Linked DNA regions of Mus musculus: region 1 is linked to region 2. A link is a contact called in public Hi-C data. All regions are on one chromosome and are shown on one strand. Each heading gives the region's core, a stretch centred on a gene start, on an enhancer-like site or on the middle of the called end of the contact. The rest is flanking DNA. Distances are from core to core; before and after follow the strand shown. Region 1 has its middle 48 kb from the start of Gm30609. Region 2 overlaps Gm41387 (a long non-coding RNA gene).

What was found. A called contact is a pair of places that touch in the nucleus more often than the background predicts.
Region 1: a Hi-C map of cerebral cortex shows a contact between it and region 2, with 2.0 times the contacts expected there. The contact joins two enhancer-like sites. A contact is called at or near these places in 1 of 484 Hi-C or Micro-C datasets (cerebral cortex) and 1 of 115 datasets of contacts at active chromatin or transcription factors (embryonic stem cells).

Annotation. Positions count from the first base shown.
Region 1 is chr15:94,008,776-94,013,364 of GRCm38.p6, reverse strand. No RefSeq gene overlaps it. Among named protein-coding and RNA genes, the nearest start is that of Gm30609, 48 kb to the right of the region's middle. Within about 2 kb of position 1,599, at least 36 of the 459 cell types and tissues checked have an H3K27ac peak or open chromatin away from gene starts, as enhancers often do. A contact at or near this core is called in cerebral cortex, where this site is marked.
Region 2 is chr15:93,696,764-93,701,548 of GRCm38.p6, reverse strand. It overlaps Gm41387 (a long non-coding RNA gene), which reads right to left. Exons shown (of 3, transcript XR_875601.1): 2 at 3,101-3,233; 3 at 2,903-3,010. Gm41386 (a long non-coding RNA gene) reads left to right here. Exons shown (of 7, transcript XR_875596.1): 6 at 1,117-1,182; 7 at 3,840-4,134. Among named protein-coding and RNA genes, the nearest start is that of Gm30339, 7.3 kb to the left of the region's middle. Within about 2 kb of position 2,943, at least 42 of the 459 cell types and tissues checked have an H3K27ac peak or open chromatin away from gene starts, as enhancers often do. A contact at or near this core is called in cerebral cortex, where this site is marked.

The DNA.
Region 1 (4,589 bases), core at 350-2,849, 310 kb before region 2:
CAGCCTCTCAATAGACTGCTCACTGTGGGTGGTGGTTAGGGTGAGGGGACATTTTCCAGCAGTTCCCTCTTTAGAGGAAGAAGCCTAAAGAAAGAAAGGCACACAGACACATAGACACACAGACACATAGACACACAGACACATAGACATACAGACACACAGACATACAGGCACACAGACACACAGACATACAGACATACAGACACATAGACATACAGACACACAGACACATAGACATACAGGCACACAGTCACACAGTCACACAGACACACAGACACACAGGCACACAGACACACAGACATACAGACACATAGATACAGACACACAGACATACAGACACACAGACATACAGGCACACAGTCACACAGACACACAGACACACAGACACACAGACATACAGACATACAGACATACAGACATACAGACATACAGACATACAGACATACAGACATACAGACATACAGACACATAGACATACAGACACACAGACACACAGACATACAGACACACAGACATACAGACACACAGACATACAGGCACACAGTCACACAGACACACAGACACACAGACACACAGACATACAGACACATAGACATACAGACACACAGACATACAGACACACAGACATACAGGCACACAGTCACACAGACATAGGCACACAGACACATAGACATACAGGCACACAGACACATAGACATACAGACACACAGACACACAGACACACAGACATACAGACACACAGACACATAGACATACAGACACAAAGACACAGAGACACAGACACATAGGCACACAGACACACAGACAATCAAGGATCTGGTACACAAGTCTCTCAGATGGAAAAGGCACAGGACCACAGTAGCTCTGCAGGTTTATTATATAAGTTGAACAGGGGGTGGGGATATTAAGACAGATACTAGGAGGCAGGATTTATGCATATAGCTGCATCAAGGACAGGTTCAACTATTTTCAGTATGCTCAGTCGCTGTAGGGGAGCAGTCTTAAGACTGTAACTATTCAAAGGAGAGAGCTAAGGTGGGCAGTGTATGCACACACTGTCAACACTTGCACACAGAAGACTTTGTCACCCTCCGAGCTTCAGTCCCCTGATGTGGGAGGGGACTTTGTCATTCTGCCATGGGTTTGAGGGTATGGTCCTTGCCTTAGTGGGCTCATGTCACCTCCTCACGTTCACGAGGACTCTGCACTCGTGCCTTCCTCTGCTTCCCACCATTTTGCTCGCTGCCTCACACCACAGCTGACATCCTGGGGTCCTGTCTGAGAGCAGCACTAAGAATCTGCTTTCAGCTACACTGGATGCTTAGTGACGGGCAAGAGCTGCTCCTCTGCCAGTTCAGAACATTTCTGTGGCCTCTCTTACATTTATGTTTATTCTCTTCTTCCTTGGCCACATTCAAAGGCCACCTGGTTTCCCCAGCATCCGTTGAAGCACCTCCTCTCCAGTTACATCTTTAAAGTCAGCCTGAGAGAAAGGGGAAAGCAGGAGGGAGATTTTTTTTTACCTCCATAGCTATAGTTGCTCTCTGTAGCAGACTATCAGGAAGCCAGATATGTACAACTTAAAGCTTAACCACTACAGCACATTCTACCCAAGAGCCATCTAAACACAAAGACTGAAGTAGACCCTGCTCTGCTGCAAGGTGACTCATCCTGAATGATAAATATAGACTGTCTCCCACACACAAAAGCAGATGTGTCGGGCGTGTCACCTATAGACGGAGCTTTGCAAAAGCTTCAGAGTAGCAGAGATTTGCTTCCTAAAATAATGCTTCCTATTTGTGTGACGTTTTCTTCCTGACTGTCTGTGACTTGGTCTGAGGATGGGGGTGGGGAACTCCCACCAAAGTAATGTGGGGCTCAGCTAGAAGATAATGGTCTACCAAGCATATGGCCAGAGACAACCATGTGCTGTGGCTCAGACCAGACTGTCCCAGCCTACCCCAAGAACAGCAGGAGATTCTAGGCAGCTTTGACTGAACAATGGGGACTCAGAGCAACCAAGTCTGTCCTCAGATCTCTGAGAATTCTGATGCAGGCACTCTCTGCCAGGTATGCACCATAAGATCCCATCAGGTATTTCAGTAGCTTGTCCAAACTAGGAAGCCAATGTGCCTTGTAAATTTCTACTTCAAAAGCTGCAAGATGGTTTGCTCAGTCATGCTTGCACTTCACCGTACGTAGCTTTGGCTCCACTTTTTTTCTTTTATGATATCAATAGATGTACATGGGTTTATTTGTAAATGATATATGCACATATATGTATATATAATATACAATGTGTATATTATATAAATGTGTATATTATAAACACAATATACTATATAATAATATATATTATTATATGTGTATAATATATATGCATATATAATATATGTATATACATATATGTATACATGCATATATTATTATATGTATATATATATGTGTATATATATGTATATACATACATATAATAATAAACAGAGCCCAGGATATTTAAATAAATAGGATAAAATGAAACGAACATCTTTAAAGTTTTACTAATCATATAGGCTTTATATATTAATAGACCTATATATCAAGGAAATTATATTAGGACAAGAATCATTGTTAACTAAAGTAAGGATCAATCTGTTATTTCAAATAGGTTTTCTGATGTTTTCACTAGTTTTGTAGATGGTTGTAAGTTGTCATTCTTTTTACCAACTCGGAGAACAACTCTCACTTGGAGACAAACTTGCAGATCAACTGCTTTCTTGTATTTCTCAAATACCTGGCCTGTTTATTTTATCTTCAGTGTAAATTTGCATCACAAGAATATTCTTAACAGACCTTTCTCTTTTGTAAAGACTTGTAAAGATTGAGTTATCATTCATCTCATTTAATCACACACATGTTATACTAAGTAGGCAGCAATATATATGATTCTTAGAGAACCTTTTGCTTATTTACTTAAGGGTGGTAGGAATTGAACCTAGAGCCATAGACTTGCTAGGCAAGCACTCTATCACAGAGCCAACCCTCGGTCCATAGCAGTATTTGACAGCAGAGGCCAAGAGAGTTCAGGGGAGTCCAGCTCCCCATTCCCCCTGTACATCAGCCAGACTGGTGGAAGAGTTCACATCAGTCAGGCTTGACCTCAGTCATTGCTGAACTCATGCAATGAGTTCAGACTTCAGTACAGAAACAAACAAACAAACAAAACTTTTTTCATTCCGTATATTCTCATCATGCTTTCCCCTCCCCCAACTTCTTCCAAATCCCCCCCAACCTCCTTATCCACCCAACACCATGTCCTCCACCCACACTCTTAAAAAAACAAACAAAACCAATAACAAATAGCAAAAAATCAAGAAACACACACATGACACAAAGACAGAAACCAAAATGCATAAAAGCAAAAGACTAGTAAGACAAACAAAAATGCCCAAACAAAGCAATATGAGGCAAAAAGTCTACAAAAATAGCATTGAATTTGTCTTCTGTTGTCCATCTAATGTTGGGCATGTGGTTTACCCTTATGTGTGGTTAATATTACCCAGTGAGACCTTATTGGAAAAAACTAAATTTCCCTTTGCCAGCATGTATCGCTTCCAGATAACTCCTTGGTTATGGTGGACGCCTGTGTCTCTTTCCCACGCTCAGCTTTGGGATACTATCTGGCTTGGACTTGTGCAGCCCTGTTCACGCTCTCATGGTCTCTGTAAGTGCACATGTGTCCAGTCTTGCTGTGCCTGGAAGACACTGTTTCCTTGGTATCATCCATCTTCTCTGGCTCTTAGCCTCTGCCTCCTCTTCTGCACATCTTCCTGCACCCAAGGAGGAAAGGACTTATGAAGACATGTCATTTAGGACTGACTGCTCCAAGTTTAATATACATTATTCATTTTATAGATGATCACAAATAAAAGTGACATCATCCTGCTGCATGACTTGGGGGCGGGGGGGGCACGGGGAGTGCTGTCACTGGGTCTGAAATGAGACAACAAAAAGTAGAAGAGGCTGCCTTCCAGACAAGAAGAATGTAAAAATTGCAGCCCAACCAAGAGAAACCAAGTGTAGATCCAGGGAATATAAGAGTATGTGTCTATATAACTCAGTTTGTACCTTCTCTCAGAGAATATAATCCTGCCAGTCAGTTCCTATTGATGTCAGGATGTTCAGAAAGGGGAGAAAATGAGTGTTTCTTGTCTTTCCATGCCAACCCTGCCCTAATCAACACTGGCTGACAGGAAATGCTCTTGTTTCAATTAACCCTTTCCTTTGTTCTCACTAACTTAAATCAGCCATGTAAAGTTCTCACAGGGGTAAAATGATTATGGATATATAAGTCAGTGAGTGTCTCTCCAAGACCCCACACAATAACTGAAATTCTTTACATGCCTCAGATTAAAAACATTTTACAAAAAAAGCCCTTCCTGACCTCTCTGCTGTTTTAATCACTAAACCAAAAATGTTAGATTATTCTCAGACCTGTGTTATTCCTTCACCAATTAATCCATATTAGTATTTATCACATCTCTGTTCTGTCCCAGACATTCTGATGTCATGTATATATAACTATAACTATATAACTATATGTCTATATA
Region 2 (4,785 bases), core at 1,694-4,193:
AGCTTTCAGCTCAGTTATTCTTGTACCAAAAGCAGGGAGTCCCAAACTTCCCCAAGAGAGGACAGGGGAAAGGAAGGACACCTCAGAGCACAGGAGCTAGGTCAAGGGCACCCACTACAGCAGACAGCACTCAGCATACATTATCCCTTCTCAAGTCTTTGTCCACACCACTCACACGCCCGCCATTTTCTGTGAAAGCTAAGCAAGAAGAGCCTATAGCAACAAATCCTATTTTAACCTGAATCTCCCGCTCCAGAGCCCAGAGCTCAATGCCAAGCGTCCATCTTTGCTGGTTATTTGCTTGTGCAGTCACGTGTGGAATCAAAGGTCAGCTAAGCATAACACATTAGCATAAATGGGCTCTACCAGTTTCTTGAACAAATGAAAACTCGCTCCTGGAATATCACCGAATGCTCCCTTCTGACAGCAGCCTGGACATGGAAACAATGGAGAGCTGACAATGGGTCGCTCTCTTTGTGGGAACACGTTTGAATAGAGAATTTTAAATGTAAACCATCTTCGGGTTGAAAATAGGTTCTGCATAAAATATTCATTGCTCACTCTAAAATGTATTATAAATGCAAGAGGGAATGATTTTTTTAAGTAATTGTACCCCCCCCCCCAGTTATCCATTTATATACTTAGACATACCATTTTGAAACCCCATTTAATTTAAAAAGTAAGATGTGAGTTTTTCAAGGCTGTGATGCTGGAGTGAAGGTTTTTCTACCATTTAAAACGTGCTCCGTTTGACTGCTAAGACTTTGGGAAAATGCAAATGATGTATACATTGCACTGGACTTACAGTCAAAGAGCTCAAGTAGCAATATCGTCCCAGTCACAGGAGGGAAACCCATGCAAAGACTGAAACCTCCTTCTTCCCATTGCTGCTCTGCTTGTCTCTGGAGTAAGAATTGCTAATCGCTTGCTTTGTGGAATGCCGGGCTTTGAAAGAATATCAAATAGAGGGTAGCATTAATGATTAAAAGAAAATAGGGAAATTTTGACGATGCTGCTTGGCTTTGAAGTGTAATTGCCAAGACCTCAAAAAGTAATAACTCTTACTCTAGGATGGCTCCACCAAGGCAGCTGCTCTTTCCTCTCTTTCCCCCCTAGCTGACTTCAGTTGCTTCTCTGCTGCTTCTCCAAGGATTGTGACAGAAGTTTCAAAAGGTTGCCAAGGTAGGTTTCTGGCCTGCGATTATAGATCTGCTGAGCTGCAGTAAGCTCATGGCACCGAGCTCAGGGATTGTTGGCACAATGAACAGACAGAGGCCTTGTGCCAGGTCTCCACCCTGCCGCCTGCTGGAGCAGCCTGGCCAGCTCCAGTCACCAGTAACAACATTAAACTTCCCTACGAGTCACACTTGCTATTCCCAGAGAGTCTCAAACTTATGAAATAAGTTCTCTACAAACAATCGTCGTCCTCACTCTGGTTCCCCCACAGGGAAGTTGCATGTGTCCTGTAAACAGGGCCACCGGTCTAGCTCGAGCCCAGGGACTGGGCGGGTTAATGGCACTGGGTTGAACTTAAGGCTGAGAGTTAATTCTCTCCAGCTGGCCATTTATCCTCAGGAAATGTCCTGATTCTCCATCATTATTTTCCAAATCTTAGAACAGATTATCTCTCTTGGAATCTTCGAGCTGTCAATACATGGAGGTCTTAGTGTGATTGTTTAGGAGACAATGCCAAAAAAAATTCTCTAAGTCTAGGAAATTCTCTGCTCTCTCCTCCAGCCTTGCTGGCACCGACTAGAGTCTCAGCAAATGCCATCAATCATATTTGATAACTACATGACCAACCTAAAAGCTATTTGTTTCTGGGGAGGGAGTTCATTTGATCGATTTTTAGTTTGAGGAGATTGGGAGGAGGGGGGGGGTATTTTGGTTTTTGCCAAAGTGACTGAACACATGATAAGGTTCTCAACAGTGTATGTAGATTCCTCATAAGGGACCTGCCTTCACTTGGGACAATGTTAGAGGGTTTCTGAATACTTTCTACTTCTGGTGGCTGACTTCAAGAATCCGTTAGGGGAGAACTCATGAGCCTTAAAAAGAAAAACACTAAGAAAAAAAATTTACCAGCAAACAAGTTAAGACTTCCACAGTGCCCCAAAACAAATTAAACCTTGTTACATATCAGGAAAACTTGACAGCTGCTACTCTGTAAATTTTTTTCTTTAATATTTACTATAAACAGCATTAACAGTGGGCTTCTCTTCTTTGTCTTCTGAAGGCACCTCCTGCTGTAGGCAAATGTCCTTACCCTCAGCCTGATGGTTTTTACGCTACCCTCGCTTACCGTTGTGTTGTGGACTTAGGGCTTGAGAACACAGGGAGGATGAATTTCTAGGAAACCAAGAATCAGGTCAGCAAAGTGTGCCATAGCCCTTCCCCGGGGGCCCAGAGGAGAAGCTCTGAGTTCAGCGTTTCTGCTGTGACTTCATGTGTTCTCACCAGCTTAGGTGGGTCTCTTTTTGGTATCACTCTGTCCTGCTTTGTTTTATAGAGATGCCTTTGCTTTCATTTCTTGTTTACATGTCAATTAGACATTTCGACTTGGCTCGTTTGCCACGGCTGCTTCTTCATCGTGGTTCCCAGCTATCCCCCCCCCACCCCCCCAAAGCACAGCAGCAACAGCCTCCCTAACTCTCTCCTGAGCTAAATACGGAGCAGTCAGGCGGTTTTCAGGAATACGAGAGAAACAATGTTTTTGGTCCCTTCTGAAAAAGTCCTCAGAAAAAAAAAGCCAGCATGAGGCATGTTCCTTCTCACAGAGAGGAACCTTGATTGGAAGTCCCAAGACAATTGTCAAGCTAACCAGGACAGCCTGTAGGAGAGGAAGCCGAGAGAAAGGCTGTCAGTGTGTGAGAAGGTATCTCCTCCCCACCCCACCCCCACCACCCTCCAACCCCAAAATAAACCCGGAGCTGATTAGCTGCTTTGGTCTTGGGCCAGTTGACTGCCAGCGAACAAGCTCAGGCTGAGTGTCTCTGCACGCCCTGTAGCCCTGTAGGGAGTGGGAGACTATTCACTGGGACGGTTCTTTTTTTTTTTTTTTAAAAAGACAATGTAGCCAAGAGGTAAAGTGTCAAAATACCTTCCTAAAAATAGACGCTTCTCCTGCCAAGGATAAGGGCACACACTCCAAGGCTCCAGACAGTTGTTGGAGCATCTGCTCACGTCTCACAGAAGAATATCAGTCGTGACGGGCAAGTATTTGGAGAGTCAACCTGTGACAGGAGCATATGAGTTAATTATAGTTAGCAGAGATTATTCTATATTAGTGCATCAACAAACCTGTTAGCCTGGTCTTCAGTTCTCCTATTAATGGGGGGTCTTCTCCCCCCAAACCCCGTGTTATAGTTATACCAGCATATTGAAGCTTGCCAGAAGATTTTTATAGAACAGTAAAGCCAATGCATAAAGCTGGTTGATTTTGATATCTGCTGTCTAAAGCTTTAGCAAAGCCTTGGATAACAGTCAAAGATTATGGTCATGTTTACAGTTTGGAAGCCTGAAGAGGAGGAGATGCTGTCCTATAATTTAAAAAGACTTGAAAATACTTTCCTAGCCAACTATCACACAACAGAAATCATTCTGGAATGAAGCGCTGGACTGAGTTTAGGGCAGAGATTGCCACCATGGCTTAAAAATAAGGGTAGAAGGTACACATTTGAGTTTTAAAACATGTGTGTATGTCAGCCTCTGAGAGACACACAGTGGGGCAGTTGGACAAGTCAGGATTAATTTTCATGGAAAACAAAAAAACAAAAAAGAAAAATAGCCAGAGATGGATAGATGCACAGGGGTCATTTGTCTTCCACTCTCATCCCCAGCCTACCCCACGCCCCGCCAGGCATGAAGAGAAGAGAGCTAAGGAGTTTGGTGTTGTCACATAGCCAGTTGGTGCCAAACCAGAAAACAGCCCAAGTCTATGTGACACCTCAGAACACTGGAGATCTGTGTGACACCTCAGAACACTGGAGATCTGTGTGACACCTCAGAACACTGGAGATCTGTGTGCCAATATGTCCTGAGCTCAGAGCTTTGCACATGTCTGTGACTTATGTTCTGTGCTGAGTGTCTGCCACGGACCGAGAATGTCTTACAAATAAAACTGTTTTTATAAAATAACCCACAAAGCAAGTTTTAATAGGTCTTGATAGTAAGCCCACTAACATTTTGATGTGTACATTATAGAGAGCTAATTATTACATACAAATACCCTGGGGAGAGTTGGAAGAAAAAAAACATTGATAGCAATATACTTTTGCCCACAGAGGTTCAAGAGTTAGGTAAAGCTAAAAGCCACTCTTTAAACATATAAAAATCTTTTTTCCCCCACGGAAATCTTGAACAGTTGCATGGACGTTTGGCTTCTGACCATATGGTGTGTGCTGAAACCGATCACACGAATCTTGTCATTCAGACTTGTTGACTTGGGAATGTGCCCTGGTTCCTTCTCAGGCTCTCAATTCAGCTCAAGCCCAAATGACAAATGATCAAGTCATTTTTCAACGAACCCCAACCTGCATCAACCCAGAGGCTAGAAGAAACTGTGCCAAGCCATCTCCCCACACATGATCTGACCCACACTACCGCAGGTCAAGCAGAGCACGTAAGAAACTCTGAAAGTAGTAGGTTGGCCAGAAGTGGGTCGAGAAGGAGATTTTAACCAAAATTGTACATTGCATCAACCACGTGGGATTATGAGCCTGGTGTTCGGTGTCATCTGATTGATGCCCTCATTGCTGTGACAGGGAATTACTGGTGCCATAACTG